Linked DNA regions of Mus musculus: region 1 is linked to region 2. Evidence: chromatin contacts called from public capture Hi-C data. All regions are on one chromosome and are shown on one strand. The core of a region is the stretch at or near the end of the contact, and the rest is flanking DNA. Distances in the headings are between cores, read along the strand shown. Region 1 overlaps Morrbid (myeloid RNA regulator of BCL2L11 induced cell death). Region 2 overlaps Acoxl (acyl-Coenzyme A oxidase-like).

Evidence for each region. Capture Hi-C pulls out chosen DNA fragments and counts their contacts.
Region 1: a contact with region 2 is called in a capture Hi-C map of bone marrow-derived macrophages, with 5 times the contacts expected there. The contact joins two enhancer-like sites. A contact is called at or near these places in 4 of 484 Hi-C or Micro-C datasets (CD8 T cells, bone marrow-derived macrophages, liver and 1 more), 5 of 115 datasets of contacts at active chromatin or transcription factors (acute myeloid leukemia, bone marrow-derived macrophages, effector CD8 T cells and 1 more) and 1 of 9 other capture datasets (bone marrow-derived macrophages).

Annotation. Positions count from the first base shown.
Region 1 is chr2:128,391,337-128,397,131 of GRCm38.p6, forward strand. All of the region lies in intron 1 of Morrbid (myeloid RNA regulator of BCL2L11 induced cell death), which reads right to left. Among named protein-coding and RNA genes, the nearest start is that of Gm14010, 28 kb to the right of the region's middle. Within about 2 kb of position 2,540, at least 56 of the 459 cell types and tissues checked have an H3K27ac peak or open chromatin away from gene starts, as enhancers often do. A contact at or near this core is called in CD8 T cells, bone marrow-derived macrophages and macrophages, where this site is marked.
Region 2 is chr2:128,053,153-128,059,449 of GRCm38.p6, forward strand. All of the region lies in intron 14 of Acoxl (acyl-Coenzyme A oxidase-like), which reads left to right. Among named protein-coding and RNA genes, the nearest start is that of Bcl2l11, 70 kb to the right of the region's middle. Within about 2 kb of position 2,344, at least 54 of the 459 cell types and tissues checked have an H3K27ac peak or open chromatin away from gene starts, as enhancers often do. A contact at or near this core is called in CD8 T cells, bone marrow-derived macrophages and macrophages, where this site is marked.

The DNA of each region.
Region 1 (5,795 bases), core at 1,290-3,789, 340 kb after region 2:
ACAACCAAAACAACAAGTTTTGTCCCGCAGACAACAACAGTACAGAAATGTCTAGATTAAAGGTTGGGATCCTAGGCTGATCTAATCCCAGCAAGAAGAAACAGCCCACCTAGGGACAGGTGAAGTGGATGCAAAGAACCCCACACTGACCACCCTCTGAGCTAGAGAGTGATTTTTTTTTTTTTTTTTTTTTTTTTTTTTGCTGTCCTAGAACTAAATTTGTAGACTAGGTTGGCTTTGAACTCACAGAGATCAATTTGTCTTTACCTCCTGAGTTCTGGAATTAAAGGCATTTACCACCACACCTGGCTTTTTTCTTTTATTATTAAAAAATTAAACTTTATTTCTAAAAAAAAAAAAAAAAAGTGGGGAAAAAAAACCACACATCTTAGTTAACCAGACCCACAGTGTATACAACATGTGTATAGTCAGAGTAGCCATTCTGAATGGAAGTTTTGGTAAATTCTTACAAATCACATCTAGCTAATATTTTATTACACGGTGATTCAAACACCCAATTTCCACAGATGTGTGTGCATTGTTTAAACTGTGCTAATGGTCACAGCACTCTGAGCACTTTAACCACATCTCTGTGTGTCCTTCAGTGTCCTGTTTCCATTCACGTTGCTGCGCAATGGACAGCAGCACCTTTCTCTAGGACATTTTTGTCTTTTCAAACTGAAGCTGGCCCCATTACACTCCCTCCCCCACCTCCTCCCTTCCAGCCCCGCCGATCTCGATCTCCAGCTTCCACTCTTTGTCTATGAAGTAATCTACGCTTGGTGTCTCAGAATTGTGATCCCACTTTTTTTTTTTTTGAACATTAACAAATACCCTGAACACCCTAAGCACAGGAGAGGGTGACAGTTTATTGGCTACCCTGTCCCGCAATAAGTAAATCCCCGTTCACCACGGCCCTCTCCAGGTCTGCTGGCAGGAGTGATGCTTTTACAATCTAAAAACCAAAAGGTGATTTTTTTTTTTTTCTTTTTCTAATTGCACGAAGCACAGGAGCAAGAACACTACCAAGAAACCTCAGGGACACACTACATCTTGGGTTTGGTAAGTGACACACTTTTAAATCTGATACTTTAAAACTCATTTCAGAAGTCAAATAACCCAGCCCGCCACCTCCGACCCACCCCCCACGCCCTGTGAATTCTCTAGACTCTGTCACCTCGAAGGAGGGAGGGTGTAGGGGGTTGGGGGGAAGCTATTCGAAACAACAGGAAGTTTCTGTGGATCCTGACATTGGCCCCTGGTGACTGAGAGCCTAAATCAGTGAGTCATTCCCCCAAGACATAAGAAGCCGCGAGGACAAGTGAAGTCGATTGTTTAGTATTTCAAAATAAATAGAAGAACTGACAAAAACGGGGGGGAGGGTGGGGGGCTTTGTTGATAGGAAAGGCAAGATGCTTTTTAAAAACCCATCTGTAAGTGACAAGAAAGGCAAGTCAGATTTATTTTGTATTATGAGGGTCCTTACTTATTTTTTTTTTCAATGTTACTCCACAAGAGGTATTACAGGGCCACAGGAAAAATAGTTTCTAGGCAGCCAAATAGTAATTAATAATATCACAGGTAAGTTTGTGTGAGATATAAACTTTATGAGCTATTGAACACTGCTTCTGCATCATAAAGCCCACAGAGTCGGTAAGTCCGTGCAGTTCGGACAGGAAGTGAGTCCACACCGTGTTGCTCTTGGATCTGAAAAGTTCTGATGTTGGGCCAATGCTACAGCTTGTCTGAGGAAATAATACAAAAACCAGAGCCACAGAGGCCACGGAGTCAGATTTAGGTAAATGTCAACTCGTCTTAATTTCTGAACTGTCTCTCTTATTGGGTCACTAGTGACTTGGTGTCCAAAACCAAACCAAAACACCAAAAAGCTGAGGTTGGCTAACAAAATTCTCTTTCAGAAGCCTCAAATGACCTGTCGTCATGCATAGCTGTGCAGGGTAAAATATACAGAATAGAAATACATAAGAACATAAAAAGGGGCAGTAGCTAATATTTCTTCCTAGGAACAAGATGAAAGCAAGCTCAGAGAATCAGACTCTGCATTTGACAGTTAAGCTGGAAATCCAACAGCTAAGTCCCACAGGCACACCACCAAAGACCTCTTGTCACCCTTCTTATAAATAAGAACAAAAGCTGGACCCTCCGCAAAGGCAGTCAGGTGACCCGTGAGCCAGCAGCCGTCCCCACCAGGCTTCATGTCCATACTGTGGGACTCTGAAATCAACAAGTCACCAGACCACACACCAAGCAGGGCCTGCTCATTTCCCCGAGGGAAAATAACTATGTTTAAAATGAAAGTATGACCAACCCTGGCCTCAAGGCTGCTCAAACGATCTTGAGGAAGTTTCAAACACACCGAATTAGCAATCTGTCTGTCTTCAATTACAGAAGTACTAAAAGCCAAAATTAGCCGATTATGCTCAATGCACCCGAGTTTAAAAATGACCCCGCGAGCTTCTGCCATAGAAATCCCTACATTGTCACTGCACGATAAAAAGAGCCCTGGGACACTCACTCTTGTCCAACCACATTGCAGGTGGCAGAGTCCTTAAGGACGGTGACCTCCACAGGACCTTGCAGAGGGTATTTTATTTCTCTCTCTCTCTCTCTCTCTCTCTCTCTCTCTCTCTCTCACACACACACACACACACACACACCACGACTATATATTGTAGCTAAACTCAAGGCAGCCATGTACCAAACTCACATGACTGTGAAAGCCACCACCCCAGAGAAAGATGACTTAAAGCAGGCCCACGGGAGGGTAGAGTGACTGAGATGGACAGCCCCTGGCCCCCGGGGGTGAGCATCACACTTTCTAATGAACATAACTGAAATTGCCATTAAAGAGGATATCTGCATATCTTCTCCGCAACCCTGTGGTTTCGGAGTCCTGTGGTTGCAGGGATCTGCAAGAACCCCTGATAACTGGAGAATCAATGTCCCTGACACAGAAGCAGCAGAGTATGTAGAATTAATTTGGCTTTGGGATTTAATTCAAATAACTTAGGCCTAGAATAGAAGACAGGCAGCTGGACGTTTTGCTTTCTGGAACATTCCATGTAGTGGGACCTGACTTAGGTGGGTGAAGTTCTTGACCCTGAACAGAAAATAAAATGCTAAAAATAGTTCTGAGAATACTGCCTGTCTTCATAGCCAACCCTAGAATGTAGAATGTGCTACGTGTCTGTGAAATGGAGCCAGAGACTCTAAGAACAATGACCCCATGCCGGGTCCTCAAAGAAATACGCTGGAGCCTAGGACACAGGGTTTCTTTTCATCTCTGTCATAAAATGTAAGCACAAACTTCACTGTGAAACCCTTACCCCTGAGACCTTCCTCAGAACCTAGGAGAAAAATCCCTTACTCAGAATCCAGGTCTTCCCCAAGAGGGTGAACCCAGAGAAGCCTTTTCTAGGGGTATGGCCGATTGAGAGCCCAAGGTGTCTCCAACGGTCTTTTTCCCACCTTGTTTTTCTGATCTTGCTGTTCTTGTGAGACAGGGTCTCATAAGGTTATATAGCCCAGGCCGGCCTGGGACTCCCTGAGAGCCCAGGCTGGCCTTTCTACCCCAGCCCCGCAAGTGCTTGACATTAGAGATCTCTGTTATCATGCTTGGCTGCCTGGCTTCTCTCCCACTTTTTGACATAAACAACAGCAATATTTTACTGAACCAAACAGAGCTCAAGCCAGCCAGACCTCTGGCATTCCGTTTCCTCCCGTCAGCCTCACAGCCCTGTAGAAGTGTCTATAGTAGTCTTCCAGTTTTGTCATTGGGTTCCACTTAGCAACCCACACAAAAACTAAGAAGCCAGGAGAGGGATAGGTAAGACAGTGTGTGGGCTTCATTGATAGGCTCATGGAACTTCGAAGTTCAAATGAGGCCCCAGGGGAATGGTTCAGGGACATCAGTGTTGTGGGTGCCCTGCCTCTGGCAGGGACTGGCATCTGTCCAGACTGTAGCTCCTGTGTGCTCGGCTCTCATTTCCAGCAACCTGTACCCCTGTTTCCTTCCTGGTCTCTCAGCTATGGAAAAACACAAACAAGGAGGTGGGACCATTTTAGGTAGTCCTAGAGGCAAAGGTTGTGTGTCCCAGTCTCACAGAGAAGTGGGAAGCCACAGAAGGCAGAAGGGCCAGCCCAGGGCTCTGCTTTGACGGGACAATGGACACACCCGAGGGTCACTTCCTTTTACCTTCTGTGTGCTCTCAGAGGCAAGAGCCTCCAAACCCCTCAGCTGACAGGGGCCAGGACTCGAGAAAGGTAGAGGGCCTGGGAAGGTGAGGGTAGACTTTAATCTTGAAGTGGATAATGAGACAAAGGCAATGGTCATTGTGGATATTAAAGTCACTCCTTAAAAAAATAGAGGAAATAAAACTTCAAACTTTCTTAGTGTTTTGAAATCACAACAGTCTCAGATTGTGGATAATTCCATGTCATAAAAACAAACAAAGGGATGCATATTGCTATTAAATTGTTTGTGTTCTGCTACATGTATACACACACACACACACACACACACACCCTCATGCAAGGGTTTGAGGAAATATAATATCCTTGTTATTCAACATGAAAAATAAAGAAGAAAAATATATTTTCCACAGGAACAGCCATCTTCTCCTCCTTGATATCCTACAACTTTGTTTGGGACACATAAAGAGGAAAGTGCTGGGAAGTGGAGCGGGCTCCTTAGGGCCGGGAGCCCAAGCCTCAGCGGGAGGCCAGCAGCTGCGGAGAGGCTCAGGCTGCTTCATTTCTTTCTCAACACCGCCACCTACAGGGCCTGCCGGGAATGGCACTGCATGGTGCGGCCCAGACACCCTTAACAGAAAAACATTCAGAACAATCGCATCACTTTTTTTTTTTTCTTCAGCTTCCTGTTTATTAGTGTTTTATCTAAGAGCAGAACAAAAGTCTACATGGGGGTGGCAAATGCACGGTCCTACTCACAATAACACACACAGTTTTCAAATACAAGGGGATTATATTTTTACACCAAACCAACTCCAGGCAGGCCTTTATTAACTTCTGAAAGTTGAGAAACAAAAAGAGTGGAATTCTTTGGCACATCAAAATTATAAAATATCTTAAAGATTTTTTTTTTAAAAAGGAGATGGGGAGAAGGTTCAGTTAGTGGAATGCTTGCCCCACAGGCATATTAAAAACAAATAAATAAATAACAGGTATGGCCCTCCAAAGCTAGGGAGACAGAGGCAGGACAGCTCCTAGGACTTGCCCAGCCTAGCCAGCCAGCTGATAACCTCTGGGTTTTGTTTGTTTGTTTGTTTTTCCTTTTCTTTCTTTCTCTTTTTGTTTTTTGATTTTTTTTTTTTTTTTTTTGAGACAGAGTTTCTCTGTATAGCCATGGCTGTCCTGGAACTCGCTCTGTAGACCAGGCTGGTCTCGAACTCAGAAATCTGCCTGCCTCTGCCTCCCAAGTGCACCACCACTGCTCAGCTTAAGCTCTGGGTCTGGTGACTCGTCCTGCCTCAATAAAATAAGGTTGAGAGCAATTGAGGAAGACAGTAACGTTGAGGTATCATCAGGACACGCATGCATGGGCACACACATGCACAGGCATACACATGTCCATACACTCCACACACAGGTACACACATCTGAACACACACATACCATACATGAACCAATAATCTTTTTTTTACAGATAAACAAGCGTGTTTGTTTTCTGCACATTTGAATGGTAGTATTCATTTCTATACACCTCACTGGTAAGACTTTGTATGTTGTTTGGCAAACTCATGAAGGCAATGAAA
Region 2 (6,297 bases), core at 1,094-3,593:
GACTGCCATATCCAGGGATCCACCCCATAATCAGCTTCCAAACGCTGACACCATTGCATACACTAGCAAGATTTTATTGAAAGGACCCAGATGTAGCTGTCTCTTGTGAGACTAGGCCGGGGCCTAGCAAACACAGAAGTGGATGCTCACAGTCAGCTATTGGATGGATCACGGGGCTCCCAATGGAGGAGCTAGAGAAAGTATCCAAGGAGCTAAAGGGATCTGCAACCCTATAGGTGGAACAACAATATGAACTAACCAGTACCCCGGAGCTCTTGTCTCTAGCTGCATATGTATCAAAAGATGGCCTAGTCGGCCATCACTGGAAAGAGAGGCCCATTGGACACGCAAACTGTATATGCCCCAGTACAGGGGAAAGCCAGGGTCAAAAAAATGGAAATGGGTGGGTAGGGAAGTGGGGGAGAGGGTATGGGGGACTTTAGGGATAGCATTGGAAATGTAATTGAGGAAAATATGTAATAAAAATATTTTTTAAAAAATTAAAAAAATAAAGATATACCTAAAAAAAAAAAAAAAAGAAAGAAAGAAAGGAAAGAGAAGAGAAGTATGCAAACAAACGAGCATCGAGCGATCGTCAAATCCAAGTCAGTAAACTGCTCATTTTCTTTATTTGGAGATGTAGATGGAGAATCAGGGAAGTCTGGAAATAAGGTTGCTAGAAGCATAACTATGTAGCACTTTCTATTTAGACAACTACTGTTACTCAGGTTTTTATTGTTGTTGATGTACAACCACAGCATTCTGACTGTCTGAGATACCACAGAGCTTCTGCAAACAATGGCAGCTGTTCTGTTTGTTACAAGTTTAGGCCTGACAATAGATTTGTTCAGGTCCAAGAGTTGAGGTTGGGGATCTCATCTCAGCTCTCATCTGTAGAAAAGGAGAAGTGTCCGTAGTGACTGGATGGCCCATGAGTGGCACATGCCTGGGCAAAGGGCACTCAGAACATCCCTCAATCAAGGATCTTCAAGAACACTGGTGAGGTGGTGGCTGATGGAGCTAGGAAAACATTGCTGTCAGTCAGCTCAGACAGAGACTCCAGTGCTGGCTGTATCCGTTTGAGGCTACAGACAGGACAGAGTGGTAGCCGGCAGTCTGCTTGTTAAACGTAAAAGATTTATTTTTATTATTTTCAGTTATGCATACTTGTGTGGGTGGGGGATTAAGTACAAGGGAGCACAGGTAGCTGTGGAGGCCAAAGTCAACAAATCCCCTAGAGCTGGAGTTGCTGGTGACTGTGATCCACCCAGTGTGGGTGCTGGGAACCACTGAAGGGTCCTCTTCCACTACAAGAGCAGCATATTCTGGTAACTACTGAGCCATCTTTCCAGCCCATACTTGTTAAGTTTTAGAACAAACAGGCTAGAGAGACAGCTCAATGGCTAAAAGTGCATCACATATTGTCCTTTCAGGGTGAGTTCCATCCCCAGCATCCATATCAGATGGCTCACAAGAGCCTGCAACTCAAGCTCCAGGGAACTTACTGTCCTATTCTGGCCTCCACAGACACTGCGCTCACATGCTTATACCCCACACACATAATAAAAAGTAAAAATAAAATCTCTTAGATACAAAAAACCTAGTATGGTGACCTGAATGAGCAGGTACTTGCCTAAAAGTCTCTTGGCACAGAAACATCAAGAGCTTTGCTCCAGGCACAGATCATTAGAGACAGAAGATGCCATGAGAGGTCACATGTCCCAGGTTCATAGTTTATGTTGAACTCAAGGGCTGCTTTATACAAAACTTCAACTTCCTCTCAGTTGTCTAGTGCTTAAAAATTCTGGGATGTGAAACAGGTTCTGTTGCTCAGGGTTTAAATACTGAAAGGCCTGAGACAGGGAAGAGGTGACATGGCCCAGGAAGGGATGGCACGCCCAGGAAGGGGTGACATGCTCAGGAAGGGATGACATGGCCCAGGAAGGGCTGTCACGCCCAGGAAGGGGTAGGCAGTGGTTTGCAGAGTTCTAGGAACAGAAATTCAGGAAGCCCCACGGTGGGCTGTGCTCACCTCTCAGCCTTCAGTGCTCTCAAGCATTTGCTTAGCTCTTCCCTCTTTGTCATGGCCATCGTTGCTATTTTAAAGCCCACTTAATAAATTTTGACATATGCACACACACACACATATGCATACATACATGCATACATGCACATATTCATATTCATTCATCCCCTTGTTTCTGTTCCTCTAGAGAACTCTGACTAAGACTTATGTCATGAAACTATCCTGTTACTTGGTCTTTTTTCTCTCTTGCTCCCTTCTCCACCCACAGGAGCTCAGAAACTTATTAATATCAGGACTCACGTTTTCTCCCTCGCTTCCAACCCTCTCTGTGCATGTCCTTTACTAGAAAGACATTAGCAAGTGACTGTTCACTCCAGACAGGACACCATGATAGACCAAAGAAATTACTCCATCCAAAGTCTAGCCTACTAACTCAGTGCGATTTGGGGTGAGAGGTACATACAAGGCAATAGGTGAGGAGTCACTCAAAGGCGTGGGTGACATAGGCAGGTGCGTCACTGAAAAGCCTACCTCAGAAGGGGTCATGACTTTGGAGTTCCCTGCACACTTTCACTGGAAATCTTCCTCTTATTTAGCAATTGTTCCAGCATATATAACCTGTGGAGAGACCTTGTGAACTGTAAGTTTTAGGAGCTTCCTGCACCTTGTTGTGTTTGCTCCTGTGCCTCTGAGCCTCGCTCCAGGAAGCAGTGTTTCCATTTGGAGGAAATAGTCACATAATATTCCCTCTTTCCCATACCCAGAGCCCTAAACTCTCTTTCTGAGAAGAGACTGAGAAGGTTAAGAGGAATTCGAAATAAAGAAGAGGAAAGAAAATTTTACTCCTGTTAATTACATGGGAATGGTGGCCATTTCCACGGGAGTCTGTGAGCTTGGAAGGAGTCTTTGAGATCATATAATCAGGCACATTCATTACTGGCTGCCTGCCTGGATCAAGACAGCCCATGCTTTCTTCATGGTGTTGGTCACCAAGGGTACAAGGGGACCGAGGACAGTCCAGAGATGCTCCTCCTTGCATCCAGAAGTGCTGTGCTGACTTCTTGGCTGGGAAGGAGCTTCTCTTTCCCTCATCTTGTCATACGTGTATTACTTGGAAACAAAAGTATCTCCCCAAATTATTCATTCAGTGAAATCCTATTACATCAGGATGAATTCGTCAATAATTATTTTACACTTTGGTCTATAATCCAATACTGTTGATTACTTCTTGATTTTGATCCAAAAAGAAAAAAATACTCATAGCTTTAGCCATGATGAGCTGTTTGTTTAGCTTGGTCTCCATGTCCCTTTCATAGACACCCTGACACCTCTTCCATTCATTCTTTCTTTTTCTTTTCTTTCTTTTTGAGCATTTACTTACTTCATGGTTTTTCTTTGTTACTGGCAACTCTAGATCAGGAGCCCAGGCTGCTCTGGAGAGAATTGTATTTAAAATCCAGTGTCTTCTCCTTGGGTTCCCTCTGCTTCCTTTCCAAAGCCATAGATTACGTATAAATATGAACATATATTAAGTCATATGTATTAGAAACCGTTAGAAACCATGAGTTTTTAATGATGGCTCCAACTCCAGTATGAACAATAGGGTTCATTTTAAAGTCTTTCTTTCATTTGTTGCTCCTTGTTTGTGTCTGTGTTCCCAAGGTATATGTCAAGAACTTAACAGAACTCTTCCTGGTGAGGAACACATTTACTAACTGGAATCCAGTATTTTTCTCTGTAACATTAGCCCTACATCATCAAATCAAAACAGCATTTCCAACATTTCTCTAACTAGGTCATTCCCACTTTTCTGCATGGCTCTCTATCCAGGAGTAGCAAACCAACTTGTTCCGATGTGTAATCTTCTTTCAACTCCCCCTATACCGTGGCTGATTTCACTTTTCCGTTTACTTTTAAAATTATTATTTTTAGGGTCTCTATGGGAACCTGTGAAGTTCCCTAGCCTCATTGCTGTACAGAAAGCTACATCTCTTTGGCTTCTTTTTGTTTTGCTTTACTGTTGTGGTTTGAAAATAAAATACCCCTACACATTCTGAAGTGTTGAAGACCTGACTCCTAGCTAGCAGCTCCTGAGAGGGGACTGAGCACACAAACCTAGTCAATAGAGCAATCCATTGATGGACCCATCATTATTGATCAATGATGGAAACTAGGAAGTAGGTCTTATTTGGAGGAACTGGGTCACTGGGGCTGTATTCTTGAAGAGTCTCCCTCTCCATCCCCCTCCCTCTTCCTCTCCCTCTCCCCCTCCCTCTCCCTCTCCCTCTCCCCCTCTCTCTCCCTGTCCCCCTCCCTGTCCCCCTCCCCCTCCCTCTCCCTGTTCCCCTCCTCCTCTCTCCCTCCCCCTCCCCTTCCTCTCCCTCTCCCCCCTCCCTGTTCCCCTCCTCCTCTCCCTCTCCCTGTTCCCCTCCTCCTCTCCCTCTCTCCCTCTCCCTCCCCCTCTCCCTCTCCTCCCCCTCCCCCTCTCCCTCTCCCTCTCCTTTCCACTCATCATGGAGTGAGCATGCTCCATGATGTTCTGTTTCACTATGACCCAGAAGCAACAGACCCTTGTTTGTTCCAGGTATTGTCTCCTGATGAGGGAAAACTTAGACATTCACCTTTCCCATCCTCCATTTCCTCCATTTCTCCATTTCCATCTCTCCCTTTCTCCCCTTGCTAAGCTGGCACTTGTATTTTTTTTCCCACAATGAATGTTCATGTGTGCATGCTCCTACTGCCTTTTTCTTATATGAAGGGTAGACTATATAGACTTAGATTTTACCCCTTGTGCTGAAGAGCCATCTGCGTTGTGGTTACAGCTCAGCTCACTAGGCCTCTCTTACACATTTGATTTCCCATTTATGATTTCATAATTTCTGAAACTCTGCTCAGAGGGAGAGGGTGACGTCGGCCGTGTCTACTTCCTCCTAATCTCATCCACAGAACAGAGTCTGCTCTTGTGCTTTTCCTTTGTTGGGTTTGATGGGTAACATGTTATCTCCATGTTACATGTGTGTGCATGAGCAGCTTTTGCTGTGTGAGGGTCACGGCAACCTTTCTTGTGTTTTCTGCTCCTACCAGGTCTGTCCTTCTCCATGAGCTTTTGATATTTTGCATCAATATTTTTTTCTGCACTAAGGACTGAATGAAAGGAGCCAGGAATGATGGCTCACACCTTTAATCTCAGCACATGGGAGGCAGAGGCAGGTGGATCTCTGAATCTGAGACCAGCCTGGTATACAGATCAGTTCCAGGACAGTTGGGCTACTACATAGTAAGACCCTCTTAAAACAAAGCAAGCAAACAAATGCTAATGAAAAAATCAAAAAGTGTTTATTAAATTAATTTGGTTTTTAAGAAAACATTCCTATGAAAGAAAAGCTGCAGGTTTGTGTCATTTTATTGTTGAATCTGTCATTCATTTTAAACAAAACAGTGCCATTTCTGCTGGCCAGAGTTTTGTCACTGTGGCACAAATACACACAGTGTAACAAGGAGAAGGTTGATCTTGGCCCACAGTTTCTGAGGACTCAGACCATGCTGACTGGCATTCTCTTCCAAGCCTGGGGTGAGTCAGAACTCTGTGATAAAGGGTGTGGTGCTCACCCTCAGCAGCCAGGAAGCAGAAGGAAGAGAAAGGAGAGGCCACAGACAGCACACCACTCGAAGCACACTCCAGTGGCTTGCTTCTCTCAAAGGCACCAACTCTAAAAGTTACCACCTCCCAAAAACTATACCCCAAGCCCAGGATCATGCCTTCCACAGGAGCTTGTGAGGGACTGTTCCCATCCCAACCATAGTACCAGCCTGCTTTTAAAAACAGCAAAAGACTGACTGGATCAGTGTATGTGCAGAGCAAAGAAAAACAAGAGCTGAGCATTCTTCATAAATGAACATCAGCAACATAGTGACTGACGCCAATAATATATTTTAAAAACAAATCACATTATAACAGATGTATTTATTCCAGAATTGTAAGATAGGTTTGATGTTAAATATTAACCAATAATATAAACAATGGAAGTTATAATACAAAAACAAAAAACAAAACCTTCCAAAGGAGATGATGTGTATGATAATATTTTTGTTGTTTCTGAGACAGGTGGCTCACTCTGTAGACCAGAGTGACCTAGAACTCACAGAGATTTCCAGGCCTCTGCTCAATGAGTGCTGGGGTTAAAGGTGAGCACCACCATGCCCAGCCATGAAAAAATTTAACAAAACTCCTGACCAAAAAGAGAGAAAATCTTAGTAGGAATAGAAAAGAA